Linked DNA regions of Mus musculus: regions 1 and 3 are each linked to region 2. Evidence: chromatin contacts called from public Hi-C and HiChIP or PLAC-seq data. All regions are on one chromosome and are shown on one strand. Each heading gives the region's core, a stretch centred on a gene start, on an enhancer-like site or on the middle of the called end of the contact. The rest is flanking DNA. Distances are from core to core; before and after follow the strand shown. Region 1 overlaps Neo1 (neogenin). Region 2 overlaps Cd276 (CD276 antigen). Region 3 has its middle 16 kb from the start of Hcn4.

Region 1 (4,234 bases), core at 1,024-3,523, 350 kb after region 2:
TATATTAAAAGATTGAGATAGCAATTAAAAATGAAACTTCAAAAGCAGAAGGTTCCTTTACAAGTTTCCACTAGATAAAGAAAGGACGACAAGAAGTAAAAATACAACAACAAGAACAGGTAAAAATCTGTGGCTGACAGGGAAAGGACAGAGCCATGCTCTAGGTAAGCCTCCGGGACTATCGGGTATGTGCAGTGGCAGCAGTGTCACTGTACTGTCATTTCTGCTGGCACTCATCCACTCACTTTCCCATTCAACAACCATATACACTAGGCACCTTGCTCCTGTCAGAGCCTCTGCTACACTGCTGTGCCCTCAGCACTTTTGGTCAAGTGACGAAAATGACACTAAACTATTTTTAAATGCTCTGAACTTACCAAAATGCCAAGTGTTAATCTTAATAGCTGGAGCTTAGATAGAGAGGAGAAATGCGCAGAACTGACTTTATGCTGAGACACAATGGGGACAGCACGTGTATTCCAGGTGGTAAAATCAGCTGTGTCAACGCCCTGCAGTGGAGCCGCAGCAGCCTCGTATACTGGAGGATGAGAGCATGAGCCATGAGGGGAGGCTGGGCAACGGCCGGGAAGGCAGGCAAGAACCAGGCCAGGAAGGGCTTTCACAGCAGCCGAGAGTGGGAACTTCCTACTCTCAGAGATGGGAAATCATTTAATGGTTTTAAGCAAGGGAGAAACAAGGTTGATCTGAGTTAAAACTTTATCCCTACCCTCTTGTAAAAATGGATTTGTGAGGCAGAGGACTGGAGGGAGTTCATCAAAGCTGGCCCATGACAGTGGAATGGAGGAGGCAAATTTGAAATGCATATTCAGGAGACAGAAATATAGGGCTTAGGGAGGGAATGAGCATAGACTGTGTGGGAGCAAAGAAAAAAAAAAAAGAAAGAAATGGTGAGGCCAAGGCTTCTGGCCCAGGCCACTTATTCACAGTGAGAAGAGTGGACTACAAAGTTTTACTGAAAATATTATGGATTGATTTGGACATGTGTGTATTAGTTACTTTTCTCTTTGCTATCTGACTGAAGCAATTTAAGAAAGGGTTTACTTTGGCTTACAGTTTGAGGGAATGCATTCCACCATGGCCAGAAGGCATGGAAGTAGGAGGTTGCTGGTCGCACTGAACCTGTAGTCAGGAAGTAGAATCACACAGGAAGAGGGACTGGGCCATACACCTAAAGGCTAACCCCACCCCAGGGAACTTCCTCCAACAGACCACTAACTGTGGACCAAGGGTTCACATGCAGGAGCCTACACAAGCGGGCATGCTTCATATCTAAGCTGTATGTCGAGTAAAGAGAAATGCGACAGGACGGGAAGGGCACGCATGCCTGATACGCAGAACAAAGAGGCCTGGCTGGAAATAGAAACAGAGTTTCTGGGAAGCACAGAGTAAATGAAACCACAGAGCTACATGAAACCACACGGAAGAGAATGGAGACTCGAGCCCTGAGGAATGTGTGATTCAATGAAAGCAACTGTGGTAAAATAGTTGGGACAGAAAGTACATTAGAAAAGACTAGAGCTTGAACATGCAATGAAGGAAAAAAAGACTTCAAGCTAGTGTAAACAAGTACAGTGGACCCTCATATCTGCGTTTCATAGTTTCAGCTTCAATCAACTTTAGACTGAAAATATACTGTTTTTAAATTTTACTGAATATGTCAACTTCTCCTTGTCATTATTCCTGAAGCAATACAGTATAAAAATCATTTGTATAGCAATTACTTGGTAGCCACATATGATTAATATGGGGATATTTTCAAAACTAAAATGGCTGTGCTGCCATTTGGTGATATGATCTTTCAGGGCCTCTGTTACACACGTGTTATCCCTGTATGTTGATTATTCCTAATCTGAAAACGTGAGAACCATTGGCCACAGTGGCACACTCCTATGATACCAGTTTTATTTACTTTGAATTTTAACTCCATCTAAAGCACTGTGGAACTCTTTGTCCTTTGTGTGTGTATATATTCACTTTGTTTTTTTTAGAAACTTTTAAAGATCCCAAGCATACTAATAATAGCTGTATGAGCAAGTACTAACAGATAAATAAATGAAGCACCAAACACAGAAACTTGGAGAAATGTTCTAAAAGAGCTGACTTTCAGGCTCTTAAGGAAACAGTTTTCCATAATCAAAACCAGAAGAGAGCCCCTCTTCTCTTAGAAAAGAGATGCAACCTAAACTATAGAAAGCTACTTGAGAACAGAGAGTTAAAACATCACATGACTTATCTGTCATAAAGTTATTCAAATAGCAGTTACAGGGTAGCTTATCACTTGCCCTTTGAAAACAAATACATTAGCTGGACATGGTGGCACATGTCTTTCTTTAATCCCAGCACCAGAGGCAGAGACAAGTGGATCTCTATGAGTTTGAAGCCAGCCTGGAATAGCAGGTTCCAGGCCAGTCAAGACTACATAGTGAGAGCCTCACTCATACACACACATATGCACGCACACACGTGCACACACATATAAAATACTTATATTAGGTTAATAGCTTTCTCCCACCTTCACTGGCACGCAGGCTGTTGTGAAATAGCCTGTGGTAAGGGTTCAGAAGCCGTTTCGCTCTCTGTGTACATATACAGATGTACTTTCTGCCTTTTGTGGTAAACTGCATAAGCAGAATTTTTTTCTTCATTCCACTAACTGTTCTATTTTTATCAGCTCAATGTTTTACTTCTCATTTTTTTCATGCATGCATGCGTGTGGGGGCTTATCCAGACATGTATGCAAGTGTGTATGGGGGTTCAGTGATTGACATCTGCTGTCTGCCTCTATTACTCTACACTGTGTCTTTTGAAACAGGTTCTATCACTAAGCCCTGAACTTTCTGACTGGTAAGGCAAGCTTGAGGGATCTGTCACTTCTATGGCACACTGCTGAGTTTGTTTTTTTTTTTTAAAGTAGGTACTGGGAATTCAGGTCCTCATGTTTGCATTATAAGCACTTTATTCATTGAACCATGTCTCTAGCCTTTACTTCTTAGTTCCTAAAACATTTTTTTTGTTGTTGTTATTGTTAAAAAACTAAAGATACATGGCTAGAGAGATGGCACAGAGGGAAGATGGCTTTTTCAGAGGACCTGAATTTACTTCCCAGTACCCCTGTGGCTTGGCTCACAAACACATATTAACTCTAGTTTCAGAGGGAATCGATGCCTCTGGCCTCTGTGGGCAGCTACAATCATGTGCATATACCTGCCTACATCATCATCATCACCACCATCACCATCACCACCACCACCACCACCACCACCACCACCACCACCACCACCACCACCACCATCAAAAACTAGGACACAAACATAAAGCTAGCCCAGATTGCCCTAGAGTCAGATCTCCAATGTCACTGTTTTTCTTTTTCATTTTTTTTCTATTCTTGTTTTATTAGAAAGTCTTTGCGGCAATAATACACATGTTACTGTGTGGTCTCCTATGACTGACAGTGCCTTCTTCTAGAATCTCTTCTGAGGATTTGTCCCACTTCCTAACCAGGTCTCCCTACTCAGAAATGTCTATGAAGATTCCTGCTTGTAGATGCAAACTTTTTGGCCTGAGACAGGGGAAGATGTTTTCAAACTTTTTATTTTTTAAAGATTGATTTTTATTTTTAATTCTGTGTACACTTCTGCAGAGATCAGAAGAAGGTATCAGATTCCCCTGAAGCTGTAGTTACAGGTAGCTATAAGCCATCCAAAGTAGGTTCTGGGAACAGAACTGTGTCCACTACAAAAGCTGTACATGTTCTTAACTGCTGAGCCACCTTCCTAGCCCCCTCAGTTTCAAACATTTTAAGGTTGAGGCCCAGAAAAGCCAGTGTTAAATTTCTTAGGGATTCATTTTCCTCCTTCTCCCATGGTTTCTTTTTCTCTTGCATCTTCAACTTGTGTTCAGTAGATGGCAGGAATATTTCAGCTCCATTAGAATCTTATGGGACTTGTCATAATATACAAGATCCCCAAGACAGTCCCCACGGTAGGAAGGGGGTATGACTGCATTTAAAGTGGCTTTTCCTGTACTTCATGTTTTTTTCAACTCTTTGCATCACTCTAAAAACAGAAGCAACATATAAGAAGAAACAAACAAAACCAGGGTTGCATGTTAGAGATCCTTACTTCTTCTGGTGAGAGGTGGTGCGCCGGGTACAAAAGACAGCAATGACCACAACCACCACGATAGTGATGACGCCAACAGAGACAATGATGAC
Region 2 (4,041 bases), core at 232-2,731:
CCGCAAGAGCAAACCCCTTCCCCGCAGAACTCCTTTCCCTCTCCTGTGCGTGACCTGCTGACCCAGATGCAGCTCCATCCTTCCAGGAGGTCTCTACGGCCTTGGAGTCTGGGGAGTCAAGAAGGCCTTCGATCAGTGGCTCCTCGCTACCTGGAGAGCCCTCCCCCACCATCCTATCACAATCAAGCATCTCACTTGTTGGGAGACTGGAGATAAGGAACTAACTTCCTTTAACTTCAAGTGTGACTGATAAACGCTATAACCCTTTAAATTACTCCCCTTTAAGTTACTCCCCTTTAAGGTGCCACTTAAAACCAAAAACTAAAAGCCCGTGGGGCTTCTGTGGATTGTGATGATCCTACTGTAACACCAAGTTGAGTCCCAGGCATCTGAAGGTGCCATTAGCATTCTGGACCACCCTAAGCATGCTGTGCACATCAAACAAGCCTTGCTCCTTGGCCACCTAAGATTCCGTCACAAGGCCAGGCTGCTGAGCCCTGCCGCAGCCTCTGGGCAGCCCCGGGAGCTGGTACATATGATGTCACCTTGTCCCCAGGTTGTTGGGCTCCCGAGTCATGCTGGGCTTTGAGTAGAAGGCTGGAGGGTGGCAGAGGACAGGGATCATCACCAACAGCATCAGTGCAGGAGATAGTGGAAGGCGCACAGGCTGTTAGCGCAGGCTCATCTGTGGTACAGCAGCGTGTGAGAGGCCACATGCAGAAGGATAAAGAGTGGAAGCAGAGGGTACCCCTCTCCACGCTCACCGGCCACCTGCAGGCTAACAGCAGCGCTGTCAAAGTCCTGGATGCTCACAAAGCAGGTGTAGCTGCCCTCGTCGGTTACTCGGACGCGCTGCAGCCTCAAGGACGCATTGCCTTGCACCAACAGGTCAGGGAAGAGCGCTGTGCGGTTGGAGTAGGCACTGCCTTGGTCCCGGCCCTCCGTGAAGCTGTGCACCAGCTGTTTGGTGTCTGTCAGCTGCCAGATGAGGTTGAGCTGTGCCAGACTGAAGCCAGGCTCTGGGGAAAAGGAGCAGCGTAGGGTGGCATCCGTGTCCACCAGGGCCACCACGGGGTCTTCAGAGACCTGGACTTCCACAGCTCCTGGGGGTGAGTTGGAAGGGGTAGGGCAGTTAGGAAAGATGAGGTTTCCTCAGGGTCTCTCTCCTTTTCCAGCTACCTCTAGGCTCTGCACACGCTTCCTTTCAGGTCAGAGGCTCAGAGTAAGTTCCTATCTATGTTCCTCACTGCAGGCAGCTATTTGCCAACATGAATTAGAAATGCAACAAGGACCAAGACCCAGGTCATACCCTGGAGCTCGTTTATGTCGGAATGGAAGGCAGGCAGTTTGTGATGGACACAGATGTTCATCAGCTTGTGATTAGACAATGTGGGGGAGGGGGAGGGCTTGGTGTTAGAGCATCACCCAGCTTTGGATCCGCTCTATTCTAAAAAAAAAAAAAAAAAAAAAAAAAAGGGAAGCTGTGGGTGGAGAAGAAAGAGGAAGTACTTATAAAAGTCAAAGAAAAAGAAAGAACCAAAGAAGAGGCAGCTTTCAAGCCTGGCAGCTTCTTTCCACCTGCCAGGTCCCTTGCATTTTCCTACAAATACTATCTGTATAGGAAGGGTGCCTGCAGAACTAAACACCCACTGTTCTCAGTGAACTCCCTTGGGTGAGAGAACTTCATGAGTGCCTTTCCTTCTCTTCTCTTCATGAATAAACATACTTAACTTCTATGCAAGAAAGAATACCCATGTCTTTAAATAAGGTGTGAGGCAGGAGCTCTATGAAACACATGTAAGTGTGTCCCAGGAAGAGGGACCAGCAGGTACAAAGGCCCTGAGGTGCAGATCAGAAAGAGCACATGGAAAAGCCCACTGGAGGCCAGCCAGACGGGGCTCTGAGAGATGCTGGAAGAAACCTGGGGTCTCCCACCTTCGAGAGGATGTCATTACGGAGGGCACTAATTATTAGATGTGATCTGGGTAGCAAAGCCTGAAGCTCACCCCGGCTCGTCTATAAAGGGAGACTCTATCGTGGAAGAGTGAGGGGGTGGGTAGTCGGGAGACCAGCTCAGAGGTCCTCAAAAGAAGTGATGGCGACACAGCTGTAGAAAGGACACATGAGGCTATGAGCACAAGTCAGCGAAAGGCTAAGCACTCAGGAGGCAGAGGCAGGAAGATCTCCATAAATTTGAAGCCAGCCTGGTCAACATAGCAAGTTCTAGGCCCTGCAGTGAAGAGCAGCCACAGGGATTGAGCAAACCAGCCAGATCTAAGATGCAGCCCAGAGAATTATCAATATTTGCTGGTTGATGAAGGGTGAGAAGGAAGGAATGTGTGGTGATTTAAATGAGAATGTGCCCCCCCCCCCTTCGCGTGCATATGTTTGAATGCTGTTGGAACTGTTTGGGAAGGATTAGGAGGTGTGGCCTTGTTAGAGGAGATCTGTAACTAGCATGGGCTTTGAGGTTTCAAAAGCCTGTGCTCTCCTCTCTGCTTTGTGCTTGTGGATCGGATGGAATCTCTCAGCTACTGCTCCAGTGCTATGCGGGCCTGCCTGCTGTCATATTCTCCACCATAATGGAGAGGGTCATGGACTCACCCTCTGACATTGTTAAGCAAGCCCCCAAAGGAAATGCTTTCTTTTATAAGTTATAAGAAAATGGTGCCGGGCAGTGGTGGCGCACGCCTTTAATCCCAGCACTTGGGAGACAGAGGCAGGTGGATTTCTGAGTTCGAGGCCAGCCTGGTCTACAGAGTGAGTTTCAGGACAGCCAGGGTTATACAGAGAAACCCTGACTCAAAAAAACAAAAAACAAAAAAAAAAGAAAGAAAGAAAGAAAGAAAGAAAGAAAGAAAGAAAGAAAGAAAGAAAGAAAGAAAGAAAGAAAGAAAGAGAGGGGGGAGGGAGGGAGGGAGGGAGGGAGGGAGGGAGGGAGGGAGGGAGGGAGGGAGAAAGGAAGGGAGAGAGAGAGAGAGAAAGAAACAGGCTCCGCTATTGGCCCCCGTGCCTTCTATCCTATAAACTTTCCAGCACAAACAAGCTTCAAATGAAGCCAGCTGAATACAGCACCCATATAAGGCTTAGAAAATTTGTATTTGTTTTGTGATTAGTCTTTTACTATGAATTCTACACACACTCTTTCTTAGTATGTGATGTCTAGAGGTTGAAGCTGGCCCTTGATATCTTTCAGTGATTCCATGAAAACTCAGGCCAGTTTTCATCTTTGCCAACTAGATCTACGTGTCCCCTTGTAGGGGACATCTAGGACATGGAGCTTAGTCACCCAAAATTCTTTCTAAAGAAGTTAGAACCAGGCCAAGTGTGGTGACACACACCTTTTATCCCAACACTTGGGAGGCAGAGACAGGTAGATCTCTGTGTGAGTTTGAGGCCTGCCTGTCTAGATAATGAGTTCAAGGACAGCCAGGTACACATAGTGAGACCCTGTCTCAACCAAGCAAACACACTCACACAAAAAGAAGTCTGAACACCCACGGATAGAGATGGTGTTGTCTCTGATGACCACTAGATGGCGCCAGACACTTGGCTTTGTTTTCTCCATAAGGTGGATGACTACCTAAACAGGGCATTTACTTAGCCAAGCACTAGGTGGGAATTTATTCAGCATGGGGACAGAGCACTGTGAACATAGCAATCATCCATTCAGTCCCTGAGGTTAGACCTTGCCTTATGAGCGAGGTGACAACAGGCAATAAGCAAAGGAACCATATGTCCAGTGGAGGTAAATTATAGGAAGAATGTAATAAAGCGCTCGGGGCAGGGATGATTTAGGGAGGGAGGAAGAGTGCTATGTTGTTTTATACAAAGTAGTCAAGAAAGCATGCTGATGACCTGTCATCTGAGCAAAGGTTTGCAACAAAATAAAGAATGGAGTCATGCCTGTGTCTGAGGACAGAAAGTTTTCGGCAATGGTCCTGAGCAGAGTTCACACAGTGTGTTCAGGAACTTGCATTATCATAGCATACTGTCCCATTTTACAGATGAAGAAGCAGAGGCTAAGGTAAAGGAGGTTGG
Region 3 (4,303 bases), core at 241-2,740, 270 kb after region 2:
CACATAGCCATGCCAACAGCCAGGACCTCCTTCCAATAACCCCGGAAGCACTCCAGCCTTGCAAAACTCTCACTTCTTTTATTCTAAGGTACAGATGAGGGTCAGGATATTGGTGTGCAGGATCCAGAGAAGTGGGGGGGGGGCATTTCACTAGTATCCTCCAGACCAGCTCATACCAGTTCAGGGGTGGTCTGCAGAGCCCTACAGAGGGGAATAAGGGACAGCTTACTCCTGGCTATGTCCGGGGGTGACCTCTGAGCCAAGCTGGGCTAGATGCAGTGCTAAATTTGGTCAGCCCGCTTCACCTTCTGCTTACACAGCTAGGAGCTCTACCTGCTGAGGACCCCAACCTTGACGCTGACTTCAAAGAGTCCTCCTCCAGTTCCAGCTGGGATTCCCTTACTGCATGATAGTCTTCATAAAAAGAAGAGTAAAACAAACAAACAGACTTTGTTACCGAGCTTCCTAAAGCACTACGGACACCTAAGTTAAAAAAAAACTAGAAAATATAGTTGTTCAAAATTAAAAAAAAAACAAAACCTGCCATTGCTAATGGGTACACATCTTAGTCTTACACAGAAAAATGCTGCATATTATTTGCAGATATCAGATTATTATGTTCCTATCAGTTTTGGTTTGGTTGGTTGGTTTTGTTTTTTTTGAGACCTGGTCTTACCTAAGCCCAGGGTCATCTTGAACTTGCTATATAGCTGAAGATGGCCTTGAACATCTGATCTTCCTGCCCCCTCCACCTCCCAGTGCTAAGATTTCAGGTGTGTGCTACCATTCCTGGGTTTTATGCAGTGCTGGGGATTGAACCCAGGGCTTTGTGCATAGTATTCAAGTGCTCCAATTAGGTTACACTGCTAACTCCTCATATTAGGTTTTCAATTAACATATTCCTAAATAAATCTTTCATGGTATTAGGTGTCACTTCTTAACATCTGGTCACTGCGATACCCGGCTTCCCCCTTCCTCTGGCTCCTGTCTTTACTTCTTATTCATCCTGACTTTTCTGTCTCTTTCCTGATAGCAAACGTCTTTGTCTTTTCTCTGCTCAGATACACAAATCACTTACTACCCTCCAATTTTAATTCCCGTTCATCTAAGACCCAACACTTGAGCTTGCTGGGTAACCGTCTAAAAACAACAGACTGAGTCAGAGGATGCCGGGGGTGGGGGACTGGTAGAGTGCTTGCATAGCATGATGCTATACCCAAGGAAACATCAACACCACTGCCACCCAGTCTGCTCTAGTTGTCTGGAGTCTTCAACGCATGCTGTCTAAACACCCTTGCCTTCCTTCTACTGAGACCACTTAAAGGTCTCCTCTACCTGGGGACACACGTGTTTTACATGACAGGAGTAATCCCAAGTTCACCTGCACACTAAGAGTCTTTCTTTGTGAAGATCTCAGGCTGCTTCCCTTCCCCTCTTGCAGACTGCCATCAACCCGGCCGTGGCTATCCCGCAGCCACGCCCACAGCCACGCCCACAACCTCCCAGCCGCCACTAAAGTCCATAGACTTCGCTCTGCAGCTCTCCTTCCCTGACTGGTTCCTCACTTCCCTTTCTGCTTTCGCTCATCCACAGTCACATAAATGTTGGCACTTTGTTAAGTTCTGTTGCTCTCGTTTAGCATTTAACCTCCTCTGAATTTCACCCACACCCACAGTTTCAGCTCATCATCCCCGCCCTCAACCTCAATGCAGGGCACAATCTAAAGACTTCTGGGAATCATGGTGGCTTAAATGCAGGTTTACAAAACTACCCTCCCCGAACTTGACAGAAAGGAACAAAAAGAAACAGAAATGAGAGAAAAGGCTGCCTCCAGGGCCGAAATCACAGCACGGTACTCCGCGAATACAAACGGAGATTTAAATAGAGGCAGGCCTTCCTCTCGCAGGGGAAGATACAGCGATATGAGGATCAACAGACTTGAACTGATAAACTCAGTGTGATGCTGACCAAAAATACCATTCTAGTTTTTAACAAAATCAAGTTATTTTAATGAGATAGTTAAGTTGGTAAGAAATCTGGGCAAATTCTTTAAGAAATGGGTAGTAGTGAGGGAGGGGGTGTGGGAGTGACTGAAAAAAACACCATCTTGTCCTGCTCTAATCCTAACTCTGCTCGGGTGATTTCCAACCCTCCTCCCTGAACAACAATGAATGTGCCCCGGCAGCACATTAAGAACTTTCCAAGACCCGGACCATGACCCAGAAGCATAGCTCACATCTGTTATTGATCTGATTGAGTCCTGCTTTTAAAATCCCCACATCCCTGAGCATCAGCATTTGATTGCCAGATCAATAAAGAACTTTGGCTTTGTTATTTATATGTGGTAGCCTGTAACTTTCTCAGCTGGACCAGAGCGGTAAATCATGTTGATTTAGGAGAAAGTTGGGCAAGGAACAAACATCAGATAAAGAATCCAGAAATAAATATCTACATACCTATAAACATGTCGTATGTGAGAATGGGGACATTGCAAATTAATGATGAAAGATGGGTTATACACACACATACATGAAAACAGGCTATACAATGAAACAGACTATACAGTCAAAGTCTAACTCAGACTTATCTGTCCTTAGCTTGTATCTTTCTTGTGGTGCATGTACGCTAGAAGGGCAGCCTTCCACAGAGCCCAGCTCCTAATCCTCCATGGAGGATCTCTTGTGGGTAGTCAAAGCCAGTTCTGTGTGAAACCTAAGTCAGAGATCATCATGGAAAATGCTGGTGGGGAAAATTCTGTATGGTGGACAGCGCCATACAAAAGCAGTGACCACTGGGAGGAATGGATGTTTGTAGCAACAAATGACAAAGCGACAACTAGCTCCCACGTAGAACGTGTTCCCACACAGGTCATGCTCCCATGTAGAACGTGCTCCCACATAGAACGTGCTCCATGTAGAATGTGCTCCCATACAGGACGTGCTCCCACATAGGACGTGCTCCCACACCTCAACAAGACAGAGATAAAAACGGATAAAAACTGGGAAAGAACGGAATTGCTTAGAATCCCTCATCTGCTCGGTGAGATTATGGAGGGACATGGGGAGGGGCAGTGGGCTAGGAAAGTGACATGACAAAATGCTATCAGACCCTCTCAATCTGTGTCTATAAATACAGTTCCATTAACACTCTAACCCCAAGCCCCTGCTGTTTCTCTCCTCACACATCCAGAGCCTCTGCCCTCTCTTCCTTCTCTGCCACAAGTATTTCTGGGAATTCCAAAAACGGAGTGCAAACGCTAAGCCTTACCCGTCTGGAATTCTTCTGCCCTAGTTCAAACCTGCTGCCAACAAAGCCCCTAGAAATAGCCTGAGCATGTCACCCGATGGCGGCCTGTGTGTGGCTGCTGCCCTGAGGAGATGCTTGCTACCTTGAATATTTCCAAAGCCACCACTCCTTGGCCCAAATAGAGACGAGAATGTTTCCTCTGCTTCTGCCCAGGAACCAGCTTAACCCAGGGCTTAACCCAAGGACAACAAAAAGCCAGCAGTAAAGATGAGGGACAGAAGAGGACTGTGCTTCCTATTGATGGTTTGACAAGTCACCACATACTTGGTGGCTTAAAAGAATATGTATTTTACATCTGGGACACGCGGCTCACACCTATCATCCCATTATTCAAGAAGCTGAGTGGGGCGGGGGAGGGGGGATTGCTGTGGAGTCACAGTCAGTCCATTTGTGAGTTCTAAGGCAGCCTGAGCTACAGATTGAGACCCTGTTTCAAAAACCAAAAAACAAGGTCCAGAGAGATTGCTCAGTGGTTAAGAGCACTTGCTGCTTGCGGTCTTCACTGACAGAGGAGCTGAGTTCCAAATCCAGCAGCTCACAACTGTCTGCAAGGAGAGCTCCAGGGGCTCGGGTGCAGTCTTCTAGCCTCTTTGAGAGAGAGAGAGAGAGAGAGAGAGAGAGAGAGAGAGAGAGAGAGAGAGAGAGACAGACAGACAGAGAGGGGCAGGAGAGAGAGAGAGAAATAAAATAAATATTCAAATGAATAAAAAACAAAAAAGAAAAGAAAGTGAATAATAACTTTTATAAATAGCACAAGGATTAATCAGGGATGGAGGAAACTAGGGAGTAGAGAATGACTAACCAGAACTAAAAATGCATGAAAAAAACCATATGGAACCATACTACTTTGTAAGCTAATTAAAATATAATTTCAGAAAAAAAAGTTTGGCAAGAGGTAGTCTACCTACATGGGCAGATAATGTCAACCCCAGAAGACATGAGTTATTAAAAATCCAAATGGGGGGTATGAAGTGCCTTCCTATGAGCTGTCGGTTAG

The links. Hi-C and Micro-C count contacts between places; a contact is called where the count stands out from the background. HiChIP or PLAC-seq counts read pairs in DNA pulled down with a chosen protein or histone mark.
Region 1: an H3K4me3 HiChIP or PLAC-seq map of bone marrow-derived macrophages shows a contact between it and region 2, with 5 times the contacts expected there. The contact joins two enhancer-like sites. A contact is called at or near these places in 11 of 484 Hi-C or Micro-C datasets (the AML12 cell line, the C2C12 cell line, bone marrow-derived dendritic cells and 8 more), 4 of 115 datasets of contacts at active chromatin or transcription factors (bone marrow-derived macrophages, fibro-adipogenic progenitors, forebrain and 1 more) and 5 of 9 other capture datasets (adipose tissue, embryonic stem cells, liver and 2 more).
Region 3: a Hi-C map of bone marrow-derived macrophages shows a contact between it and region 2, with 24 read pairs. The contact joins two enhancer-like sites. A contact is called at or near these places in 5 of 484 Hi-C or Micro-C datasets (bone marrow-derived macrophages, cortical neurons, erythroblasts and 2 more), 3 of 115 datasets of contacts at active chromatin or transcription factors (embryonic forebrain, kidney and stem cell-derived neural progenitor cells) and 2 of 9 other capture datasets (embryonic tail and embryonic trunk).

The regions. Positions count from the first base shown.
Region 1 is chr9:58,889,733-58,893,966 of GRCm38.p6, forward strand. Neo1 (neogenin) reads right to left here. Exons shown (of 28, transcript NM_001042752.1): 22 at 4,143-4,234. Among named protein-coding and RNA genes, the nearest start is that of Hcn4, 69 kb to the left of the region's middle. Within about 2 kb of position 2,274, at least 25 of the 459 cell types and tissues checked have an H3K27ac peak or open chromatin away from gene starts, as enhancers often do. A contact at or near this core is called in bone marrow-derived macrophages and granulocyte-monocyte progenitors, where this site is marked.
Region 2 is chr9:58,536,505-58,540,545 of GRCm38.p6, forward strand. It overlaps Cd276 (CD276 antigen), which reads right to left. Exons shown (of 8, transcript NM_133983.4): 3 at 765-1,103. Among named protein-coding and RNA genes, the nearest start is that of Gm51678, 12 kb to the left of the region's middle. Within about 2 kb of position 1,482, at least 40 of the 459 cell types and tissues checked have an H3K27ac peak or open chromatin away from gene starts, as enhancers often do. A contact at or near this core is called in bone marrow-derived macrophages and granulocyte-monocyte progenitors, where this site is marked.
Region 3 is chr9:58,804,626-58,808,928 of GRCm38.p6, forward strand. It overlaps a transcript of Rec114 not described here. Among named protein-coding and RNA genes, the nearest start is that of Hcn4, 16 kb to the right of the region's middle. Within about 2 kb of position 1,491, at least 63 of the 459 cell types and tissues checked have an H3K27ac peak or open chromatin away from gene starts, as enhancers often do. A contact at or near this core is called in bone marrow-derived macrophages, where this site is marked.